Regions from separate parts of the Mus musculus genome. Here region 2 is linked to region 1. Evidence: chromatin contacts called from public HiChIP or PLAC-seq data. All regions are on one chromosome and are shown on one strand. Each heading gives the region's core, a stretch centred on a gene start, on an enhancer-like site or on the middle of the called end of the contact. The rest is flanking DNA. Distances are from core to core; before and after follow the strand shown.

Region 1 (5,505 bases), core at 2,252-4,751:
TTACCCCAAGTCGCCCAGATAATCTAGAATGATCTATCACAGGGTATTAATCACCTCTTCAAATTCTCTTGTGTAAGGAAACATCCAGGTTCCAAGGGGTGGGGTGTGGACGGCTTCGGGGTCCAACTTTTCACTCAGCCTAGTGACACGCTCAGAAACTGCAGAATCACCCAGCCAAGAGGGCCCACGTCACCATGACTTCACCCTTCTGGATGCTTCCATCTTACCACTCCCTCTTCTTCTTATTTTAGTCTTTTCTGCATAACTGAAAGTAATGATGAAATTGTTCTCAAGAAAAAATCGCCAGTTTTCGAGGGATTGAAAAAATTAGATTAATAAAATCCAATTAATATATCTGAGACTTACGAAAGTGTCTAGTGGTCTCATGCACAAGATAAAATACCACTTTGATGTTTGTTCTGTGCTGTGGTGGCCGGGGTGGTTGAAACCACTGCGTAGCCTGGCTGCCCGTAATGGGTAGGACATCCTTGCCTCAGCCTCCTGAGGGATGCAATTCTAGGTGCACGCCACCACACCAGCTCCAAGAAATCTTCTGCTGTCTAGAAATGAGAAGTAAGCCAAACATAGCAAACACCTTTAATCCCAGCACTCAGGAGGCAGAGGCAGGCGGCTCTCTGTGAGTTTAAGGCTAGCCTGGTCTATATAGTGAGTTTAGGACAGCCAGGGCTATGTAGAGAGACATTGTCTCAAAAAAAGAAAAGGAAGGAAGAAAAGAATGAATGATGGACAAGTACAAATTTGCCTTGTTCTTTAGAAGACCTCAAATGAAGAATAGAAGCTGTGAAATCCCAGCCCTGGCAAGCAGAGTGATTCAATCAAGAGACTGAGCCCAGAGAATCCCCAGTGTATCTGAGGGTCAGGCTGGGTTCATTCCCAGCCCTGCCCACTCCCACGTGGCAGCCTGAGTCTCAAACTCTGATTCTCAAGGTAAATGGGTTACAGCAAGGGGGTCAGGTAGAAGATGCCGTGTTCATTAGAGAAAGGTAAAGTCAAATAAGAAATCCCACCTCTGCCCTCCCCCACCCTCCCCCCACCCTCCTCCACCTTTTCCCCCACCCCCACCCCATATGAGGTTTATCAGCTTTTAAATGCCCAAAAATGACTGGTAATTCTTAGTGGGCTAAAATGAAAACCCAGAATTACCAAAGGCACATCTCATGACTCTACCCTACTGAATCAGGCCCTCCTTCCTGAGCTACCTAGACAGTCGCATCTCAAAAACGTTTCCCTGGGGTGACTCTGCCACAGTTAAGATTTGCTGGTGATGGATCTATATGAGTGTCTTGAGACGCTCCTCACCAGGGTCCACCAGGCCATAGTGCGGGCCCCATAAGCTGCTTTAGAAGGCCTCAGGCCAGAGCCTGGATCCTTGTCCCCATGTCCTGAGTCTGGCCCTCAGCAGATCCTGAATAAATAAATAAATATTTGCTGAATTGATTATTTCTCTTTGTGTGTGTGTGTGTGTGTGTGTGTGTGTGTGTGCATATTTATGTGTGCGGGCACACACCCATGTTTGTGTCGTATGCTATTCCCATGCAGTGTGCAGATGCCACAGGACAAACTTGGCTGTTGTTCCTCAGTCACTGTGCACCTTGGTTTTTGAGACAGCATCTCCTACTGGCCTAGATCTCACCAAGTCAACTCAGCCACGTTGCCAGGAAGCGCCAGAGATTCACCTGTCTATGCCTCCCCAGCACCCCCAGCACTGGGGTGACAAGCACACGTCTACTCGTGAATTTTTTAAATGTGTTTCTGAGGATCAAACTCAAGACCTCAGGCTATCAAGACAAACACTTCATCAGCCGAGTGAACCATCTCCCCAGCTCCTGAACTTACCATTTCTATCCTTATACAGAGACAGCAGAATGGGGCACATCCTTAAAACACCATCAAACCAACAGACGAAAATGCTACACATCTCAAAGTGATAGAAAAAGCAGGTGTCTGATATGGTCCCTCTGACAGAGGCATCTCACCGGCCCTCTTCCACAGGGTGAGTCTATTTCCCAGTCAAGTATAACGCCAAGATTCAGGAGGGTAGAAAATTGTTCCAGGTTCCTGCAGACAGTGCTTTATTTGTATGCAAAACACAAACACACACACACACACTCGCGCGCGCACACACACACACACACGGATACACAAGCACACACAGACATACAAGTTCACACCAAAGCTGGGCCCCAAGGACACATTTCCTGGGCCCTGCTCACGTGTGGCTTGGAATATCCTTTATGTCTGGATCCTGCACATCCTAAGTTCACAATGAAGCCATCAGGAAGGACTTTGCTATCCCTGTCCAAGGCTCTATTTTCCCAATTGAGGTAGACAAGCAAAAAAAAAAAAAAAAAAAAAAAAAAAACCCTACACAAGGCCAAGGCCACAGACTTAATACTCTTTCCATGTTTCTGGGCTTGCAGCCTAAGTTGGAGGCTCCTGGAGAAGTCACACAGTCTCTCAAGCTTGTGGAGATCCCAGACCATCTGCTCCCTGAGCATCCGCGGACTGTTGGCCATGTGCCGCTCCGGGTCACCTGACTTGCCTCCCCACCAAGCTGCTTGCTTTGCAGAACGTCCTGTTTAATGTTTTATCTCTCCCATTATTGATTCAGCCCCGCACTCCCTGCCCGGTCTGACCAAGTAAGCCAGGAGCGTTTGTGTAATGTCAACTTCATCAAAAATGTAGGAGCTGGTGTTTATTCGTCTGCATAAACCTAGACGGTTTAAGTCGGCGGTTTCAGCGAGCCAGGGAGGACACTGGCAGCCATGGGCTGGTTGCTCTGAAGTGAAGCTGGGTTTCCAAAGATCTGAGAGCGGGGAGCAGCACACCCCAGCCCCTCCGGGTGGGATGAGTTGTTTCGGTGGTGGTGGTGGTGGTGGTGGTGGTGGTAGTTTGTGTGGCTGGGTTTTTGTTCTGTTCTTTTTCTGAGGTGAGGCAGGTTTCACTCTGGGATCTTCCTGCCTCCACTCCCCACAGCCAAGACTGGGGACACCTGTCGCAGATCTAGCTGTATGCTGTGTGCTTCTATTTCCAAGGATTTGGATTTGGGGCTTTTGTTTTGTTTGTTTTGTTTTTTAAGGCCTGTATGTCTATCTATTCAAAGGGGGAAAAAAAAACACAGGCAGGAAGGATCAGCGTTGACGATGCCATCCCAGCCTGCGGTTTCTCCTTTTCTATTTTCTGCGCACCTGAATTAGCTACGTTCTGTTTCTGGTGCAATGCAGAATGGGCATGTCCTTGTGTCCCACTCTCCAAAGAATTAGGCAGAGAACCTCAAAATATTTCCCACTGGACCTCTTCCATCATCCCAGCTGGGAAATTCAGCACCTCTTAGTCCCTGAGTCACCAGAGAACCATGAGACTGTATAGCACTATCTGGCTTGTGGTAAGAGCCAAGAAATCTCATGCAGTGTCCCCAGATGGCCACCAGTGTCCACGCTCCCTCCTGCTGGGAGTATGTGTACCCAGCCCTTTAGGGAAACCAAGCTATGCCAGCCTGGATGTTCTCATACCCATAGAGGTCACACTAGTGTGCACTCTGGCTGTGAAGGCCCAGGAGGCAGGGTGCTAATGGTAACCATGGCAACAAACTCCCCCTCCACCTAAGGAGTTTCCCATCTGATTGGGGGCTTTCTGACAGCCAGGGCACCCCGGTAAGGAGATACATGGGACACAAACAACAACAAAAAAACAGTTGGGCAAAAGCCCCCAAAGTCCCAGCTTTTGACAGCCAGAATCCCAAAGGCCACCAAGCCAGGGAAGGGAAAAGCAGCGGGCAGTGGCCTAGGAAGACCAGTGTACCAACCAGAACAGGCAGACTTCTGGACTGCGCTTCCCTGATTGGTCCTGTTTATAATCTTATTTACATACCAGAAGTCAGCTGATCATGGCCCAGCTGACATGCCATGAACTTGGATGGTCCACGGATGAGCAAGAGGTGAATAGAGCCTGACAGGGGAGGACGAGGAGAATGCCAGAGGCATTGGAAGCTCCTGGAGCCCCAGGCTCCTGTGCCAAGCAGGGAGGGCACTGGGGCTCCAGCCAGCATCCTGGATGCAAACATTGGTACAAATAGGTGAGAGTCGTTCATTCCTGCCTCTCAGACCCCACACTTCAGCTGCAGATGCCAAAGCTGCTCTCACCTTCAAGACCTGCCAGAGACAGGATGCCTGCTGCTCCTGCTGCTCCTCCTCCTCCTCCCGCTGCTCCTCCTGCTGCTGCTCCTCCTCCTCCCGCTGCTCCTCCTGCTGCTGCTCCCCCTGCTCCCGCTGCTCCTCCTGCTGCTTGCTGCTCCCCTTGCTCCTGCTGCTCCTCCTGCTGCTGCTCCCCCTGCTCCCACTGCTCCTCCTGCTGCTTGCTGCTCCCCCTGCTCCCGCTGCTCCTCCTGCTGCTGCTCCCCCTGCTCCCGCTGCTCCCACTGCTCCTCCCGCTGCTCCTCCTGCTGCTGCTCCCCCTGCTCTCGCTGCTCCTGGTTTTCCTCCTGCTCCCGCTGCTCCTGTTGCTCCCTCTGGTGACCCACTTTCTGCAGAGTTGCTCTCAGTTGACACCCCGAATCTCTCTGAGAGCTTCTAAGGGCTGTAACTGTTCTCAGAGGTGTAACGGGCTTTGGGCTAGCATTTCTGGCTACCAAGAGTTCAAACTTGTTCTGTTTAAGTTGGCAGTTCCCACAAGGCTTAAAATTATCTAGTTTAGTGAAGGTTGTTAACCCTGAATCAAGAATAAACACTCCTGAACATTCCGTGTTGTCTAACCACTTCATTTTTGGAAGGAAGGTGGACAAGAACCCCCAATAGAGATAGGAAGGAGATGAACTCTGCCAACCTCTTCAATTCCATCCATGTAGCACCAACTCTGAGCCTTTGACAGGGAGGCTGGCAACCAAGCACATTAAACACTGTCAACACCATTTTTCCAATAAGGAATCTGAGGCTCAGAGAGGTCAAGCCACTCACTAAACATCACACAGCCAGGACACTTGGGGAGCAGCAAGCTGACTCCAGCTCCTACATTCTGACACTGCCTCCCTCTCTCTAGCTGGGTTTTCAGGGGCAGGGCATCACTGTAGAAGGCCCACTTAGTGGCCTAAGGATGACAGCCTGCTCTGGACACCCAGAAGGTGTTGTGTGAGACTTCTGGGGAAATGTGAACATCTACTCACCCCAGAGAGAGTATGGCAGACAGAGGATTTCCCCTAAAGTCCAGCTTGGTGACTATGAGTTCTTACTCGGGTGACTTACAGGAGTAAAGACAAGGGGATACTCATAGAAACAGAGATGACTCAGAAATGACCACAACACCAAAGATCTCTCCCCTGCATGGGTGACATCTCACTAAAGCTACCACCTTGCACCCAGCGCAGCAGAAGGCAAGGCTCCTTCTGGAAGCTGGGCTGGTTGAACAGTCTCCTCTGCCAATGCTTGCTGACTATTCCCACACCCCCTGGAAGGACCCTGTGGGTCTAATTGGGTTCCAGAACTTCCTAAG
Region 2 (5,505 bases), core at 1,599-4,098, 320 kb before region 1:
AGTCAGTGCTCTTAACCACTGAGCTATCTCTCCAGCCTGATATCATTGAAGAGGGAAGAGTCTTCTTCACTGTGAGCAGACCCTGGGTCCTGCCTGCGGAGAGAGGCAACTGAGCACCAGCGATCCAGCACTAGTTCCCTGCCCTCTGCTCTGGAAGGGATGGGATGTCAGCAGACTCTTCGAGTTCCAGCCCGCCCAGACTTCCCCCATGCTGATGGCTGTAGCTGGAAGTTGCCAGGCCACTCACCCTGTGTCTTGGTTACTTTTCCATTACTGTGATAAAACGTGCATGACCGAGGCAACTTATAAAGGGAAGTGGTTAAATGGGCTTCAGCTTCGGAGGGTTAGAGTCCTCGCTGACAGAGCAAAACAAAAACACAAAACACAAGGGCAGGAACAACTGAGAGCTCACATCGTGGTCCTGCAAAGTATGACACAGAGCAAGATACTGGGAATGGCATGCATCTTTTGAAACCTCCAAGCCCACTCCTGGTGGACACATCCTCTACCAAGGACACACCTCCTAATCCTTCCCAATCAGTTCCACCAGTTAAGCATCAAGAATTCAAACACTGGAGCCTACCTGGGGGTCATTTTCATGCAAACCACTACAACCTGTACCTGTCAAGTGCAATCCTGAGAGCTGAACCCAGGCTCATAAAGACAGACCCTTGGCAAACACTGGTATTTTATCATACAACTAGGCAAAGTCCACTGATCCATGGCCTCTCTGCCTCTGTGAAATTCACAGTTCTGTGGACTGAGGACTCAGAACATTGGGCCTTCCTAGGGGACTGACTGACTCAGGCATGAATCTCCCATCCTGGATGTAGCCTTTAAACATTCACCTGGGCCAGTCTCCTTTCAGGAAGAAGGTGGAGGAGCTATGTGTCCATGTGGGTAGAGCTTGGGACCTGTTCCCGTCAGCCCTTGCTGGTGAGCTTGGGCAAGCCCTTATCTCTCTCTGGGGCTCTGGGTGCCCCTTATGGATGTACAGGCTGAGTTGGTATGTCTGATAATGCTACGGACTCACTTCTGACAAATGATAGGACATTTGAGGAACCACCATCACTGACGCATTCTCCCGGAAGCCAGTGAGGACACAGGGCCAGGTGCTGATGGAAAACGGGGCTATGCAATATCTGGGTGCTACAGGTCACACGAGGGACTCGCTGTCAAGACCTGTGACTGTATCCTTTACTATGACAAAACGGGTGGCAGAACGGACTCAGGGAGAGACATTGACAAGGGCTTATCTGTCACTGTGGTGAAGACGTGGCTGCCACAGTGGCTCAACCAGAGGCGGCAGGAGGTCCCGGTGTAGCCGCTGTGTTGCTTTTCTTAGGACAAGGCAGGCCACTGATGAGGCATTGAAAAAAGAGACGCAGCTAGACAAGGTGGCGCATGCCTTTAATCTCAACACTCAGGAGGCAGAGACAAGTGGATCTCTGAGAGTTTCAAGGCCAACCTAGTCTACAGAGTTCCAAAACAGCCAGGGCTACACAGAGAAACCCTGTCTTGAAAAACAAAAGAAGTATGTGCATGCATTCTTGAGCACACACACACACACCCCAAAATGAAAAAAAGAAAGTCTCACCCAGAGTCCAGCTTGGTTCAGACTTCCTGATGGAAGCATTGTGCAGGGAAACTCACAGGCGTGGGCGACTCAGAAAGCTGTGTCACCCAAAAGTCCCACATCTCTGAGGGATGGCTTCACGAGAATCGCATCATAGAGTTCTGCTTTCAGTTTCCCTTCCTTCTGTGACCTCAAGGGAGGCAGAGGGGAGCGAATGAGTCCTCGTGACCTCTCCACCTCTCTCAGAGTGAAGAGCGGCGGGTCCAGGATCCTTGCCACACACCTGGTTGTCTCTGAGTGTGTCTGCTGATGTCATTGCTATGACTACAGGGATAAGGGGTCAGCTGGTCACCACAGCGACCTTTGCTCCACCACAGAGGAAGGGTTGGACATACCTGGATGAAAAGCTAGGACAGTGGCTTGTTTGTATCTTGGTGGATCGGAAGCACTACCAAACAGTGACCTATGTGTATAATGCCCCGAAGGTTTCCCAACCTCCCACAAGCTGGAGTGTACAATGCATGGGTCTCTGGGTGGGGGTATTGCACATTCGAGTTGTCACCATGACTAAACAGGGCTGTTCATTTTGCTCAGTGTCTTCAGCTTACAGTGCACCGAGCTCGCGACAGATGACCAGCTCTTCTCATTTACACGTCAACCCTGGAGAGCGGTTGCTATAATTATCTGCGTTTACAAGATAAGGCAACTGAAGTCCCGAGGGGAAGGGACAACTCTAGCCAAAGCAAGCAGGAGAGGGGGAGGCAGGCCCAGCTTTAGTGCCTCAAAGCTAGCGTTTCTGTGTTTCTGTTTCCTGTCACCTAACACTCCCTCTTGAGGCATTCTTGGAAGCTGAAGGGTGTGGCAAGGACGGGGAGGCTGAGTTGACCTTCTCCAGGCCTCAGTTTCCTCGTCTGTAGAATGAAGCGATGCTTTGCGTTGAACTGAAAGCTAGAGATGGCTTTTCAGTGGGTCTCGGAGAAGAGTGTGCCTCTGCGAAACCCAAGAAGTGGGCTTCTTAAATAAATGCTGATGCGAGACAGGAAGTGGCCAAGTGTCTCAGAGCCATTGTTCCACCCCAGTGGAGGTGCCAGGATAGTTCAGGCAGGGTAAGAGGACAAAAACAAAACCGGGAGTCTTTATCTAGAACTCTCCTTTCAGAGCCTTCCAGGGAAACAGAAACTTCTGGACTGTCATTGCCGAGTTCCAAACATTTCAGAGGGCTCAGCAGGAAATCTGTCATCATCTGACCCTAGCCTTGGCATCAGCCATACAGAAGGCTGTCTGGGAAAGCCCCTCCCACTGGCAGCCTCTCTGCCATGGTCCTGCCCTGCACTGAATCCACCCTCCCCACAGCTGCAGTGGATCAGATGGCTGCCCAGCTCTCCCGCTGGGGTTGGGAGTCCCTTCTCTGGGCAGCAGCTTCATTCCTGGACTACAGAAAACCGTAGCCCAAGGACTCCGCATACTGTGTTTCTGATGCAGAGCCTCACCACAGGGTCACGAAGCGTCCTGAGTCCTTCTCGGCTGGTGCAGAAGTGTACCCTACACCCCCCCTCTGTTGGTGGATGGCAGGGCTCAGTCCCAGGGGTGTGATACTCTGGGAGTGGCTATGTTTCCCCAGTCTTGACTCTATCACTGTCTGAGAACCCTTTGAGGACTGTGCGGGACAGTGCTCCCCTTGGGTTCCCTCCAGGTTCCACTGAAGGCTTAGCATCGACTACGGTGGGTGTGCTCCTGGGTCATCTCCAGTGCCAGTCACCAAGAGCTCTGATCGCTCATAGCAGGACCCCCACTTCTGCTCCGCTCTGCTCCACTGAGTCCCTAGGTCCCTCTGTCAAAGGCTCCTACGGGATTTCTAAGTCTGTTCACTGGGATCAGGTTCATGGGCTCAGGGAGGAAGCCGAGGGCACAGGTTGCTTGTCCGTCTCATCTCAGCACCTAGGGCTGCTGATCTTCACCTTTCATTTGGGGAATTTACACGAGAGTCTTTTTTTTTTTTTTTTCTCTTGGTTTTGTATTGGGAGGGCTTGAGCCCAGGGTTGAGCATGTGTTTTTAAAAAGCGCCCTACACTTGGGAGCAGAGGCAGGCAGATCTCTGAGTTTGAGGCCAGACTGGTCTACAAAGTGAGCTCCAGGACAGCCAGGGCTACACAGAGAAAGCCTGTCTCGAAAAACAAGCAAACAAACAAAAAAGCGCCCTACAAGCACTCAGGAGGCAGAGGCAAGCGGATTTCTGAGTTCGAGGCCAGCCTGGTCTACAAAGTGAGCTCCAGGACAGCCAGGGCTATTCAGAGAAACCCTGTCTCGAAAAAACCAAAAAAAAAAAAAAAAAAAAAAAAAGCGCCCTACAAATGAGCCACAGTTTTCACAAGATTTTTTTGTCTTGTTGCATTTCTATTGCAATAAAATTGACATAAATCGCCGGGCGTGGTGGCACACACCTTTAATCCCAGCACTTGGGAGGCAGAGGCAGGTGGATCTCTGAGTTTGAGGCCAGCCTGGTCTACAGAGTGAGTTCCAGGACAGCCAAGGCTATACAGAGAAACTCTGTCTCAAAAAAAAAAAAATTGACATAAGTCGCCATGTAGTTCACATGTGCAGGTTAAGGTGGTATTTATTATTATGGGTGTTTTGCCTGTATGTCTATATGTGCATCCTGAGCACACAGTGCCCTCAAAGTTCAGAAGACAGTATTAGACCCCCTGGAACTGGAGTTACACACAGTCGTGAGATGCCACATTGGTGCTGAGAATCCATCCCAGGTCCTCTGCAAGAGCAGCCAGTGCGCCCACTTCCAGGCCCTGGCATTTCCCCACACTGGGAAATAGAGCCTTCATAGGACAAAGGGCCTCTCCTCCCATTCATTGATGTCTGTCTGACTTGACCTTGAACTCTTGATCCTGGTGCCTCCAGCTTCCAAGTATGAAATTATACTCAACTCTTTGTTTTAAACCTGTGACAGGATTTGAACCCAGAACCTTGTGCATGCTAGGCAAACATTCTACCACTTGGCTACACTCCCAACCCAAGGGCTTTTTTTTTTTTTTTAAATATGAGTACATTGTAGCTATCTTCAGACACACCAGAAGAGGGAATGGGATTCCATTATAGATGGTTGTGAGCCACCATGTGGTTGCTGGGATTTTAACTCAGGACCTCTGGAAGGGCAGTCAGTGCTCTTAACCGCTGAGCCATCTCTCCAGACCCCCAACCCAAGGTCTTGATGTTCAGGCTCTGAGCGGTTCTCTTCCTGCCTTGGCCTCCCTGGTGCTGGGTTTATGCACACATCGGTGTCCGGGTGTCACAGCCTTTCTTCTGAGTGCTGGCAACTGCAGGCTTTTAAAGGTCTCGAGGTGGGTGGGAGGTGACCGAGGAACTAAAGACACCTCTGTCTCCAGGCACCTGAGCACCTACTCGTTCCTCACAGTCCCACTGTTTGCAACGTGTGGACGCAAGGCCTGGGGAAGTGAGCAAAGCTGTCTGATGACAGAGCTGACCACCAGCCTGTCTACACTGGTTTGTCTACTTGGCTTGGCTTCCCACGGGCTGAGACTCTGGGGTTGCATACCTTGGAACTCCATAGATGCACTCCATGGCTTCGGGTTAATGTTTTCTCTGGATTCTCCTTGGGGACAGCAGTCAAGCTGGGCAGGCGCCACAGTGTGAAGGAGGTAGGGCGAAGGGGAGTGAGTCAGACACACACTGGACAACTGACTGAGAAGAAGGCAGTGGGTGGGAGGCCAGCATCCTGTCTTCATCTTTATTTACTTATTCTCCTTCGTTATTTGTTTGTTTGGGGGAGGGTGTTTGTTTTTGTTTTAAACATGGTCTCTCTGCATAGCTCTGGCTGTCCTGGAACTCACTCTGTAGACCAGGCTGGCCTTGAACTCACAGAGATCTGCCTGCCTCTGCTTCCAGAGTGCTGTGTG

Evidence for each region. HiChIP or PLAC-seq counts read pairs in DNA pulled down with a chosen protein or histone mark.
Region 2: a contact with region 1 is called in a FOXA1 HiChIP or PLAC-seq map of pancreatic cancer cells. The contact joins two enhancer-like sites. A contact is called at or near these places in 1 of 39 promoter capture datasets (the HPC-7 cell line), 1 of 15 datasets of contacts at CTCF or cohesin (pro-B cells), 1 of 484 Hi-C or Micro-C datasets (bone marrow-derived macrophages), 7 of 115 datasets of contacts at active chromatin or transcription factors (bone marrow-derived dendritic cells, cardiomyocytes, embryonic stem cells and 3 more) and 3 of 9 other capture datasets (adipose tissue, embryonic stem cells and liver).

Annotation. Positions count from the first base shown.
Region 1 is chr4:134,992,312-134,997,816 of GRCm38.p6, reverse strand. No RefSeq gene overlaps it. Among named protein-coding and RNA genes, the nearest start is that of Gm42327, 56 kb to the left of the region's middle. Within about 2 kb of position 3,501, at least 25 of the 459 cell types and tissues checked have an H3K27ac peak or open chromatin away from gene starts, as enhancers often do. A contact at or near this core is called in liver and pancreatic cancer cells, where this site is marked.
Region 2 is chr4:135,310,229-135,315,733 of GRCm38.p6, reverse strand. Gm12984 (a long non-coding RNA gene) reads right to left here. Exons shown (of 4, transcript XR_003955129.1): 4 at 4,810-5,505. Among named protein-coding and RNA genes, the nearest start is that of Gm12984, 6.8 kb to the right of the region's middle. Within about 2 kb of position 2,848, at least 269 of the 459 cell types and tissues checked have an H3K27ac peak or open chromatin away from gene starts, as enhancers often do. A contact at or near this core is called in liver and pancreatic cancer cells, where this site is marked.